3 separate regions of the Mus musculus genome follow, and regions 1 and 2 are each linked to region 3. Evidence: chromatin contacts called from public Hi-C data. All regions are on one chromosome and are shown on one strand. The core of a region is the stretch at or near the end of the contact, and the rest is flanking DNA. Distances in the headings are between cores, read along the strand shown. Region 1 overlaps Gm38477 (a long non-coding RNA gene). Region 2 has its middle 30 kb from the start of Gm38477. Region 3 has its middle 8.1 kb from the start of Gm41484.

Region 1 (3,541 bases), core at 75-2,574, 230 kb after region 3:
GCTAGGATGCCCCAGATTTGTCCTTGTAATATTGTGGAGGGTCTTGCATGCTTTCTTACAGTATTCTACTGGATAAGAGTTAGAAGTCTCAGGGCAAGCTTAGCAAAGTATACTTAGAATCTTCATTACAGCCAGGTATAGCAGTCCACATTGCATATTAGAAGAAAGTTGGTGAATTCTCCTGACAAATGGATATTCCCTACAGATACTTAAGAGAACAGTCAAGTTACTCTCATATGCAATAATTTACCAAGGCCAAGGAAATAGGGGGACTGCGGTATTGCATTATTCATGATAAGGGCTGCTAGAGCAGAACCCCCCTGATACTAGCTTTCACAAGGCTCAAAGGAGTAGCATAAATTGTGACTAGGATGTGAAATCTTTACCTATCATTAGGCAGGGCTGTTTTATCTTTACTGTAAACATTACCTGGTTTCTGTCAGTCCTTTGAAGTCATTCCTTCCTTTTGTGTCAGATAACTTCTATGTCCCTTGCCTGCTGTGACACCCTACTCCTTTGTTTCCTGTATTCTATATAACTGATGCTAACTTTGACAAAAATTACATTCAGATTCAGCTCTCCCTCATGTCTGCCTCTGTTTGTCAGTTCTCACTGACCCTTGCTCACCTGCAACCAGAAACCCGTTCCCTAAAGATCGGACACCCAATCTGTGTTAGTCTGTGGCAAGTAGGTGAATATTACCTCAATACACTGAGAGAATGAACTTATTTGAAGCTAAGTTTTAGTTTTAGAAATGCAGGCCCAGTTTTGAGAATGGGTTTTAGTCTTCGATTAAAGACTTCCTAAGGCATTCCAAGTAGTTAACCTATTTTTGTTAGTTTTCCAAGTGCATGAGAAAGTTAAAGTTTCTGTTTGACTCCTATCTTTAGTTGGCTTTCCCCCTTTCCTCCATTCTTAAGATCTGGCAAAAGACTGAGTTAGGAAGATGAAACAATTTCTTGCTCAGTTTCTTGCCTTCCCTTCTCTAAGAGCCTGACACTTTAAGGTTTACATATCTTAGTAGACCTTTAGTACCTTTGAAGATATGTAAATATATACCTAATATTTAATTCACTATTTCTAGTTAGAGAGGCTTGGCTAGTAATATGTGCCCTTGTTGTATGAGTAAGTAAAGAATTAAGCCAGGTAATTTCTTTGTTAAATTCCTGGCCTTGAAGAATATTAAATCATGAACCAAATCTTGACCATAATGATTCTACTGGAAGAATCATGAAACTTGTAGGGATAGCTAACCTCTTCACAGTGAGGATCTTTAAACACTGGGGCCCGTGGTGAGTCAGTGCACAGATGGGTGCTGACGCAGATTTCTTACAAACTTCCAAGGCTCTACAACAGCAGAGCCAAGCCAAAGGTTATTCTGGAACTTCAGAGCAACAGATTTAAAAGGTTTCTGAAACTTATTTCCTAACCATGGTAATGTCTTTTTTATTGCTTAAATTTAACACTCAACACCATCTGTGTAGAGTAGTAAACAACACTCAAAGATGAGCAAAACCTCCAGAAATTATCTACGGGTATATGGTTATATTTTATTTTCCATGAAATATTATAGTTAATTGTTATATACTAGCGTACAATGTCCTAAAAGTGAAGGCAATGTATTTTATAAGAGTAGCACAACATATAGTTGTGGCAATTAAGGTCATTATGAATGGGAAGCCTTCTAGAACACATAGTACAGAATTCTAAAAAGTCAAAATGACAGCATATTCTGGTACATGAAGATTAAAAAAAAAGCTTGTATTGAGTTCCAAATGCTCTTTCCTGAAAACATACATACAATAACATTATGTAGATTAAGCAGGTTATTTTTAGGAAATAGACATCTATGCATACAATAACAATTAATGAAATGAGAGCCCATAAATTTGAAAGAGCAAAGCCGGGCATTTGAAAGAGACCTTGGAAGGAGAAAAGGGAAGGGAGAAATGTAACTATATTATAATTTCAAAGCTTAAGTATAAAAAATATTCTTTCTGGATTATCAATCTTCTTTAAAATATTCTTTCTGGATTATCAATCTTCTTTAAAATATTCTTTCTGGATTATCAATCTTCTTTAGCAACATTTCCCTTTGTAAGATGAAAGATATTGTTCTTTAGTTAACTGGCAAGGTGCTTCTCTAGAATCTATTTGCCTCAGTTGAGTACCATAGAGTGGGAAGGGCGAAGGACAGTCGTCAAAGGAGTTGCTCAAACATTTATTGCATGTGTGGTTTACTATAAGAGTATTGTCAGTATTTGTAAAACCTTAGTGAATATGGACGGCCTATGACATCAGTAACTGTTCAGATGAGTAACCACACCTGCTGAGCTGCCACATATCTTTGCAGCCTTTGAGTTTCAAGGGCATGCCATGATTTTTATTTTTCTGTTATGCTAAGGTTGGCAGAAAAGGCAAGCCTCAAATTCCACACACTGGAAGGGTTAGCGCTAAGAAATTTTAAAGTAGGACGGATAGCATCAGATGATTAGTGACCTACATCTCTGACCTACTTAGACATCCTTCTGTTTAATATCCTTGTGATTATGAACAATCACAGCCGCCTGTGACCTAAGCAAGTGAAGCTTGGGATTTAAAATGGAGTTTCAAGCTCTGTGGGACTATGGTCATATGATTGCATTCCTTTTCAACAAATATTTCTTCTTCTCGTGGAGAGTTTTATATTTCCCACTTTTATTGAGAAATTTCTGTTATTCATTTAGAAGGCAGTTCATGTGATTCGTTTTTGTTTTGTGGAGGGCCACGGTGACCCCTGCATTGCTGCTTGACCCTGTTTTGTAACGCTTTTCTTTATTTGTCCTGGATTTTCTCATACCTGGAGCTTGACTCCATCATTTAGATTAGTTGGTGTGAACCATCACGTCCAGTTTCCCTACTGTGAATACTTTTATGCCGCTATTCCTTATTCTGGTAAGATTAAATTGAGTCAGTATATTTGAGAACCACATGCACGTATTTATACATATAAAAGCCATTCTGGTGCTATAACAATTATGGTACACTGTCTTAAACTTATTAGCTCATGTTCATGTCTCCCTACTAAGTCTGAATTTATGTGAAGCAGAGACATGGCTGTACTATGACTCTTTGAGTTACTGATATTATATTTGGCATTAGGCCCATATAAATAGTTAATAACATTCACTCGAGAAAGGAGAAAGAATAAAAATTAAAAGCTCGAAGGCCAGGATTTCTTTCAGTGTACTATTCCTTATATTTAGTTTTCACATCTCTTTTTTTCATTTAATTAAACATATTAAGTGAAGTACAAAGTGTATTATATCAATATGAAGTTCTGTGAGGATATACAAATTTAATTTTTATTTATTACATATATACTATAACAAATGGGTTAAACAGAATGTCCGTGTAGGTTTTCTGTGGTTGATACAATTTCGTCCTTTTGGTAATCATTGTTATTACTGAATCAAGTTATGATAACAATGCATTTATTGATTCAAGTCTTAACAGACAGCTGCACCAGCCCACTTGTAATTAAATCTCTTGGTGTCATACG
Region 2 (4,026 bases), core at 1,255-3,754, 160 kb after region 3:
TTATTTTTATTTTGTTGTTTGCATTTTTTAAAAATTGCCTTTTTTTTTTTTTAACAGCAAGGAGGAAGTTTTGGAGCTAGATGGCTGGAAAGGCGGAGGACCTTGGGGGAAACGGTGATAAGAGTACATTCTATAATTGCTTTTATTAATTAAGCTATTTATTTAATTTATATCCTGATACAGCTTCCCCTCCCTCTTCTTCCTAGTCCCCCCCTCCTCCATCCCCTCCCCTTTTCCACCTCTCTTCCCTCTCTTTCAGGAGAGAGAAGCCCTCCAATGGGTACCTACCAGCCTTGACATGTTAAGTTGCAGTAAGACTAGGACATCTTCTATTGAGGCTACACAGGCAGTTTAGATAAGGGAATGGGATCCAAAGGCAGACAATGTAGTCAAAGTCAACACCCTTGCTCCTGCTATTAGGAATCCCACATGAAGAAGGTGCACAACTGTTCCATCTGTGCAGAGGACCTAGGTCTGTGCCATGCATGATCGCTGGTTGGCAGATCAATCTCTAGGAACTCCCCCATAGGCTCAGTTTAGTTGATTTTGTAGGTTTGTGTGTGTGTGTGTGTGTGTGTGTGTGTGTGTGTGTGTGTGTGTGTGTGTTGTCCTCAATCCTTCTGGCTCTTTCAATTCTTCCTCCCCTTCTTCCATAGGATTCCCCAAGCTCTGCTTAACGTTTGGCTTTAGGCCTCTGCATTTGTTTTCATCAGGTGCTGGGTGAAGCCTCTTGGATGACAGTTATTCTAGGCCCTATCTGTAAGTATAGCAGAATATCATTAATAGTCTTGGGGTGGGCTCATTCTCATAGCATGGGTCTCAAGCTATGCCTGTCATTAGTTGGTCCTTCCCTCAACTTCTGCTTCAACTTTTACCCCTGCATATCTTGTAGGCCCCGCAAATTGTGGGTCACAGGTTTTGTGGCTGGCTTGGTATTGCAATCCCTTCATTGGAAGTCTCTCACCTGGTTATAGGAGATGGCTGCTGGTTCAGGCTTCTTATCTCCCAGTGCTAGGAGTCTTAACTTTGGTCACTCTCATAGATTCCTGAGAGTTTCCTATTGTTGTAGGAATGACATGGAGGTAATTCAGAAGCTATTCAGAGTGAAGAGTATCTCACACTAATATGAATATGGATCTCTTTGTATAGCATGAGAAAAATCAAAGTAGTAGTTGTTTCTGAGGTGAGGTGGAGGGAGAAAAGCTAGAAGTGGCAACATATTGCCTCTGGGATGACAACATATTGCCTCTGGGATGACAAACGTATTATGTGTGCTTACTGGATGGTAGTTATGTGGGTGAATACATTTGCCAAAAATATTTGAACCATATACTTAAAAACTACTTATTTCTTTGGTATAAACTATATTTCAGTTAAATCAACAACAAAAATTCCTGATGTTTAATTTTATAGTTCATCTTTACTGGCCATTAGGTGCCAAGTAATTGAGTTAAACATTATTTTTGGTTATATTTCTGAGCGGCTATTGACAGATAATGGTACTTGGATGAACAGGTGTCACCTCAGTGTTCTAGCCACTGGTAAGTGGCCCATCTTCCAGTAAATAACGTGCCGTGCTCATAGAGACAACTTTTTAGCTTCAAGGGAGTCACACACTCACAAGACAAGCAAGTAGGGAAGAAGGATCTTGTTGGAAAGAAGGTTTCAGAGGGGGAGGAGTGTAGATGTGACTGTGTAACAGGGGCTGAGGAGGATTAAAATTCATTGTATTTATGAAACTGCTGAAGAGCAAAGGATGAACGAATTAAAATATCTGGGGTCTATCGCACACTCCTGTGCAAACAGAAAGCTGCAGGCCCATTTGTAGATGGGATCTGCATTTTGTTCATGTATTAAATGTGCTTCATCATTTGTATCTTAAGGTACCTTGACATAGTGTAGATTTTCAGTGAATGTTTATTATACACTGGCCCCATTTCGATCCTCTGATCCAAAACAGTGCCAGAACACATTCTTGAACATTTCTTTTTCTCTTAGAGGTTGAAAAAGTACATGCCCATGGGATTTGGTGTTGGATTCTCCTTGCTTTATCCTGTCAGAATTTAATCATCTTTATGGAGAAGAAAGGGGATCTCTTCTTTAGGACAGATGAAGCAAAAGGAAGTTTGCAATAGGCAACAACATTGTAAGTTTCTGCCCCGGGAGATGTGTTATTAAATATAAACTTAGTGGGCAGTATCATCCGAGAAACGAAAAGCAACATCCTGATTACCTTCTCTGCTTTCAGCCACCACATTCAAATGTACCATTTTTTGTGTGTGTTTATATAGCACAATGAAAGTTTGTTTATTTCACATTTATATAATGCTATTTTCAGTAATAGCTCACTGATTTTAATTTTTGTCATGCTTATTACAAATCTGGCACCAGTTACCACATTCATACATGCAATAGAGCAAAAAAAGATTCCCTTTTTAGTAATGTACTAGTTCTGTATACATCACTGTGACCAAAATACCCGACAGACTTAAAGGAGGAAAGGGGAATTTTGCCGTATGACTTCAGAAAGCTGCAATCCATCATAGATGGGAAGGTGAAGCAGAGGAGGAACCAGTACATGGCCTGGAAGATTACATAGACTCCGGAAAGAGTGCCAACAACTGGAGACCAAATGTTCCAAACATGAGATCCAGGAGGACGCTTACTTAGATCCAAATTGAAACAAGCTATTGAAGGTCTGAAACCTTTATGCTCTCCTCTTGTTTACCGTGTGCCTTCCCCATAGCCAACCTGATTCAAGATGAGCCAAACACGGTGTCCAGGGAAGGATTCTGTCTGTTTTCATTACCCCTGGCTTTTTCCTACTCAATATTCTTCATTTTCCCCTATTTTCACAGTGATGCAGAAGTAAGTTTTGTTCCCATGACAAAGTGCCCTAGGTTTCTTGAGTAATCAATCACCAATGGTATTTTGGATGCTTTTGACCTACTTTTCACTTCAGGGAAAAGTAAAAAAAAAATAATAATGGGTGATATGGAAGAATTACGTTGGAAATGTCATTGTCAAGCATCTCTTGTAAGTCATTTTAATTACTTAATGAAACCACCATAAACTAAGCTGACAAGGTCTCCTTTTACATGTTTTCTAAGCCACATGTGATCATCTTCTGCAGTCTAATTGGTCTAATTTCAGTTTTGAAATAATCCACTTCTCTTTTGGTTTATAGTCCCTTGCCTGGCTTTCTCAAAACCTTCCTAGCCCCTTTCCATGGAACCGAGGACTTAAGGGGTCACACTGACCCTGATTTAGTTAAATGTTCCAAGTACTCTGGCCCATGCAGCAGTGTCCTGTATAATTTGGTGGCTACGCATCATTAAAACATCACTGCCAAAGATTTATCTTGAAACCTTTTAAGGGGGAAACTGGATTTATTTTATGTAGTGAGTTTTTGTTCATATTAGAGAAAGCAAAATTTCACTTCATCCAGCCTAAAATTTTATTTTCCAATAGAAACAAACTCATTCATCTAAGTCATTATATATATATATATGTAACCAATTTGAGATATTGAGACCTGTAAGGAATGTCATTGATGTAAGCAGAGTGACTGAGTAAAATTAAATAATAATATAGAATTACAAATAATTTCTAATAAACATAACAGCATGAAATTTGCTTGGTGATAAGGAATATACTATATAAACTATAAAATTATAAAATATGGACTATATGAAGATGTTATCACTTTACCACTTATTTTGCCAGAATTCCAAAGGACACTTGAAACATAAACTATGTCTTTATCTTCAAGGTTATACCTATGAGAAAGTTTCGTTTATAAATTGACATGCATAAAATTAATGTTACTAACTAACAATAAAACAAAATGATTGATATATAATTGCTGGTGTCACTGCCCAACTTTCTGAGATATTACTAAATAACATAAAAGCATCTTGGCTGGAGAACTGGAGTATTGTGACGGGCATCTGATAGGTAGCATATGAAGCATGTATACCTTCACCAGTAGAGTATTCATGGCCAAGACATGTATGCATGGAACAG
Region 3 (4,098 bases), core at 75-2,574:
AGAGACACCATGAGCAAGATGGCGTTTATAAAGGAAGGTATTTAATGGGAGGCTTGTTTACAGGGTTAGTAGCTTAGTCTATTATCACCATGCCAAGGATCGGTAGACATGCAGACAGACACGGCATTGGAGAAGTAGCCGAGTGTTCTATATCCTGATCCACAGGTAGCAAGGAGAGAGACACTGGTTCCGGTTGAACCTTTGAAACCACCCCTGGCCATATAGTTCCTCCAACGAGGCAGCCCTTGTTCCAACAAGGCCACCCCTTCTAGCTCTCCTTAGTTCACCAGGTGGGGACCAAGCATGGAAGTATAAGAGTCTATGGGAGCCCCTCTCACTGAAGCCACCACACTCTTGCTCATAACCCAGAGCTCACCCACTGGCTAGACTGGCTGACTGACCTGACACAGGAATTCCCTTGCTTTGCCTCCCCAGTGCTGGTACAGCAAGATTTTTTTATAGGTATGCAGGGGATTTGAACTCAGATCCTCATACTTGCACTACAAGTGTTTTATCAGCCGAGCCTTCTCCTCAGTCCCGGAAACCTGACAATGTTGAGACTCCCCCTGGGAGTGGTAAAAGCTTTTATTCTCCCTTCATTTTAATCTGGGATTATCTGCTTTCGTCTTTAAAATGAGGAGATGTACTGTGAAGGTGAACAGGTCAAGTCAGGTTGTCTGCTGAAGGAACATTCCATAATATCCCAGAATAAGTTTTGCCCTGCATTCACTGGCCTTGACTATGGGAACTTCCCGTGACACTGCTTTGTGCTTGTGCTATTATGTGTTGTTCGAGGGATCTAGCTGCAGATCTAGTTAACTTTCTAAATCAGTTCAGAAATGACTGAACTAAGATAGGAACATGTTCCAGCTGGGCTTTACTTGCGCACACAATCTATTTTAATGTAGAAGGTCAAGAGGTTCGAAGTAGAGGCAGTTGGAGATCTGCAGGCATTGGCTATTCTTCCTGGCTTGGAGCGAGATGGGGCTTTGTGGTAAGAAATTTGAGTGACCTCTGTTGGCTGAGAATAGCCTCTGGATCCTAATTCCGAAGGAAATGGATGCTTTGGCCTTGCATCCTTGCAAAGAAAACCAATGGACGCAGTTTTTTACTCCTTCACAGGCTTCAGACCCAAACTGACACCTGATTTCGCTGTAGCTGCTATCACTTGGCCCTAGTGATAACAGCAGAGATGCCAGTCACACAGGGATAGACTTGTGACTTAGGGAGCTGTGCGGGAGAAATGAGTCTGTCCTACGTTGAGGTGCCGAGTTGTCAGTGGTCCATCCACAGCTCTAGATAACCAGCAGCTTCTGAAGAGCTTGCTCTCTTCCCTGGTGTGGCATCTGGACACTGTCATGAGCTCACGCCCACATCAGCCTGCACTGAGCAGAGTGGAGGTACTCTGGTCACAATGGGTCAGTCTCCAGAAGCCAGGCCTCCTAAGCAAACCACGTTGGATTTGCAGCAGTATCTCATGGACACAGAGTTTCTCTTTCTCATCACCCACCTCACTTCTGGAGTCTTTATGTCACGCTGAGCACATGCACTGTTTGTTCCTTTTAGAAGGCTGAATGTGACCATTTTTAGTACACGGAGCTGTTCTCTGCCTCCTGATAAAAGACTGTTTCTACGAGACACTCACATTCTACAGTGCTTCTGCTTCTATACAGCTTTTCTATCTGCTGTTGCCATTACCCACAGTCAACTGTTTCAAAAAATAATACTCTAAAATTCCACAAACAATCCATCACTTTTAAACTGTGTGCTGTCTGTGTAGCACTTTGAAGTCACACGCTGTTCTTCTTTGTCCCATCAGGATTGTGAATCATATTTCTGTCCAGTGACTCCAACATTAACTCTGCTACCTTCCCACTAGCCACTTAGTATGTGTCTGTGTTATCAGATTGTTGGTTTGTGATACCATAGTAATTGCACTCTGGTAATACTGATTTCACTTAATAGTGGGTCCAAGGCATAAGATAATGCTGTGGAAAACTTGTATATGCCAATGAGAAGTCAGAGATCCATATCATTAAGTCAAAAGATGTACGGTTTTTTTGACTTAATAAGGAAAGAGGAAGACTTATGTTCGAATGTAGTTAAAATTTATGATACTATTGGTAATCTCATATGATACCTAATTTACAAATTAATCTTTATAATGGGTGTATGTATAGAAGAAAAAAACCCACTTCCATAGTATTTATAGAGTTCAGTAATATCTGTGTTCTCAGATGTCCACCAGAAATCTTGGAGGCTATTCCCCAAGAGTAAAGAGATGTGTCACAGAGCTTCGTGGCGCTGTGGCACGGCTGTGGTCAGGAATACTATACAGGAATTCCACATGGAATTCCTCATTGCTTCTCCAGTTGAAGTGGCAACCCAATCACAGCACTTTATGATGAGAATCTTGGGGTGAATTGTAATCTAACTTTTTTTTTTTTTGCCGTTGTAAATACAGCTGCAAATTTTAAATATGTGAAAAGTAAATAAGTGGTCTTGTCAAGCTTCTGATTATGGTCAACAGCAGACGTGCTGTGGTGGATGACAGAAGTAAAAACTGCAGATGAAAACATCCCCGTGGCGATCTTATGCTGTCATCGTTTGAGCACACGTTTCTAAATATAAGCAATGTATCCGCACACGTGAGTCTGAATGATCTTCAATGAACTTGGGAGGCTCTTTCGCAATCTTGGGTCTTTTATTCAGGCTATTTTGTGCTCTGAAACGAAAGGCAGTCTGTGAAGCAGAGTCAAGTGTGAATGCACCTTAAATGATGCCACAAGCAAATGTGAGGGACCTTGGCTTTGCAAATCCAAGGTTCCATATATTTAGGATATTAAATGTTCATATCTTTGTCCTCATACATGTAACCATATACTCTCAGCATGTAAGTCTCCAATTTTATATCCTAGACCCTCAGTATACATCGCAGAGCCAGACAGAAAACAAACACTCAAATTTAGAATAAACTAGATATGACAGTGCCCCTATGCCCATACAAAAGAATTAGTTTTCCTATTTCTTAATGATGAGGGTGAACACAAAGAGACAAAGGTTCCATGGGCCATGGTTATGTACAGTAGATAGGGTTAGAAGTATCCTGGACCCCACAGGCAGTAGGAAGGGAGGTCTCACCATCCTCAAGTTAGCCTTTGTCAAAGGACAGAGGGCAGAAATCCTGCGCACTTGGGAAAAGCCGTGATGTGCTTCCAAGTGCAAAGCAATGCTGGTCCTCCAGTTAAGATTTCAGGAAGGACACACCCACCCAGTCACCTGGATAAACCTCAGCTGGACGTCACCACCTCTCCACGGGCCACCAGCTCTTGACAATTCTTGGGCGAGCTCGGGTGGCACTGTGATGACAGTCTGTAGCTTCCCTGAGCAGCTGCAGGTTGGCTACGCTGACGATGGGATTTTCTAAGCCAGGTGTGGATTTTATTTTGATTTTCATCAGTCTCATAAAACCTCGGATTTAAGGGACATTTAAGGACATGGAAGGCACAATGGAGCATCATTCCTGAAATGGGATATCTGTGCTGGCAATGGGAGTCTTCGTCACATGCTTGGGACGGCATAATTATAATAATACAGACTATGTCGCCTTTTCAGGAGTTGAGAATTCATTTACAGATCTGGTACCATCGCATAGTTTCTGAATGACCTCGGGTTGCTTAATTTTTCTAACCTTAAATTTTCACAGAAATGAGACATTATGCTCTAAATAGGGATTTCTGCAAGGGATCTCTCATTCCTTACTGATGATATTTCTTTCATTTCGGAGGGATCTCTCTCTCTCTCTCTCTTCCTTTGTTAGCTTAAGACTTGTGACACATCCTGCATCGAGTACAAGCTTACCCATCTGGTGAGTATAAGCATGTGTGTTAGTGTCACCCAGCCGCACTTTCCACGGGGAGCGAGCAATAGAGCATTTTATTTATGTGAAGTTCTATGAATGTATACGATGGGTTTCATTTGCAGACCTCATCAGCCCTTATTGTCCCTCCCACCCCTCGCTATGCTGAAACTTCTCTTTTTTTCTAACAAGTCTCAATCTAGGAAGCTTCTTACGGGGAACAGATTTTTTTTTTTTCC

What was found. A called contact is a pair of places that touch in the nucleus more often than the background predicts.
Region 1: a Hi-C map of uterus shows a contact between it and region 3. The contact joins two enhancer-like sites. A contact is called at or near these places in 17 of 484 Hi-C or Micro-C datasets (the C2C12 cell line, Sertoli cells, cerebral cortex and 5 more) and 2 of 115 datasets of contacts at active chromatin or transcription factors (embryonic fibroblasts and fibro-adipogenic progenitors).
Region 2: a Hi-C map of uterus shows a contact between it and region 3, with 4 times the contacts expected there. The contact joins two enhancer-like sites. A contact is called at or near these places in 11 of 484 Hi-C or Micro-C datasets (cortical neurons, embryonic stem cells, epidermal suprabasal cells and 3 more).

What each region holds. Positions count from the first base shown.
Region 1 is chr16:87,008,229-87,011,769 of GRCm38.p6, reverse strand. The region is part of intron 2 of Gm38477 (a long non-coding RNA gene); the gene reads left to right. Among named protein-coding and RNA genes, the nearest start is that of Gm38477, 39 kb to the left of the region's middle. Within about 2 kb of position 1,324, at least 6 of the 459 cell types and tissues checked have an H3K27ac peak or open chromatin away from gene starts, as enhancers often do. A contact at or near this core is called in uterus, where this site is marked.
Region 2 is chr16:87,076,774-87,080,799 of GRCm38.p6, reverse strand. No RefSeq gene overlaps it. Among named protein-coding and RNA genes, the nearest start is that of Gm38477, 30 kb to the right of the region's middle. Within about 2 kb of position 2,504, at least 5 of the 459 cell types and tissues checked have an H3K27ac peak or open chromatin away from gene starts, as enhancers often do. A contact at or near this core is called in uterus, where this site is marked.
Region 3 is chr16:87,236,552-87,240,649 of GRCm38.p6, reverse strand. No RefSeq gene overlaps it. Among named protein-coding and RNA genes, the nearest start is that of Gm41484, 8.1 kb to the left of the region's middle. Within about 2 kb of position 1,324, at least 7 of the 459 cell types and tissues checked have an H3K27ac peak or open chromatin away from gene starts, as enhancers often do. A contact at or near this core is called in uterus, where this site is marked.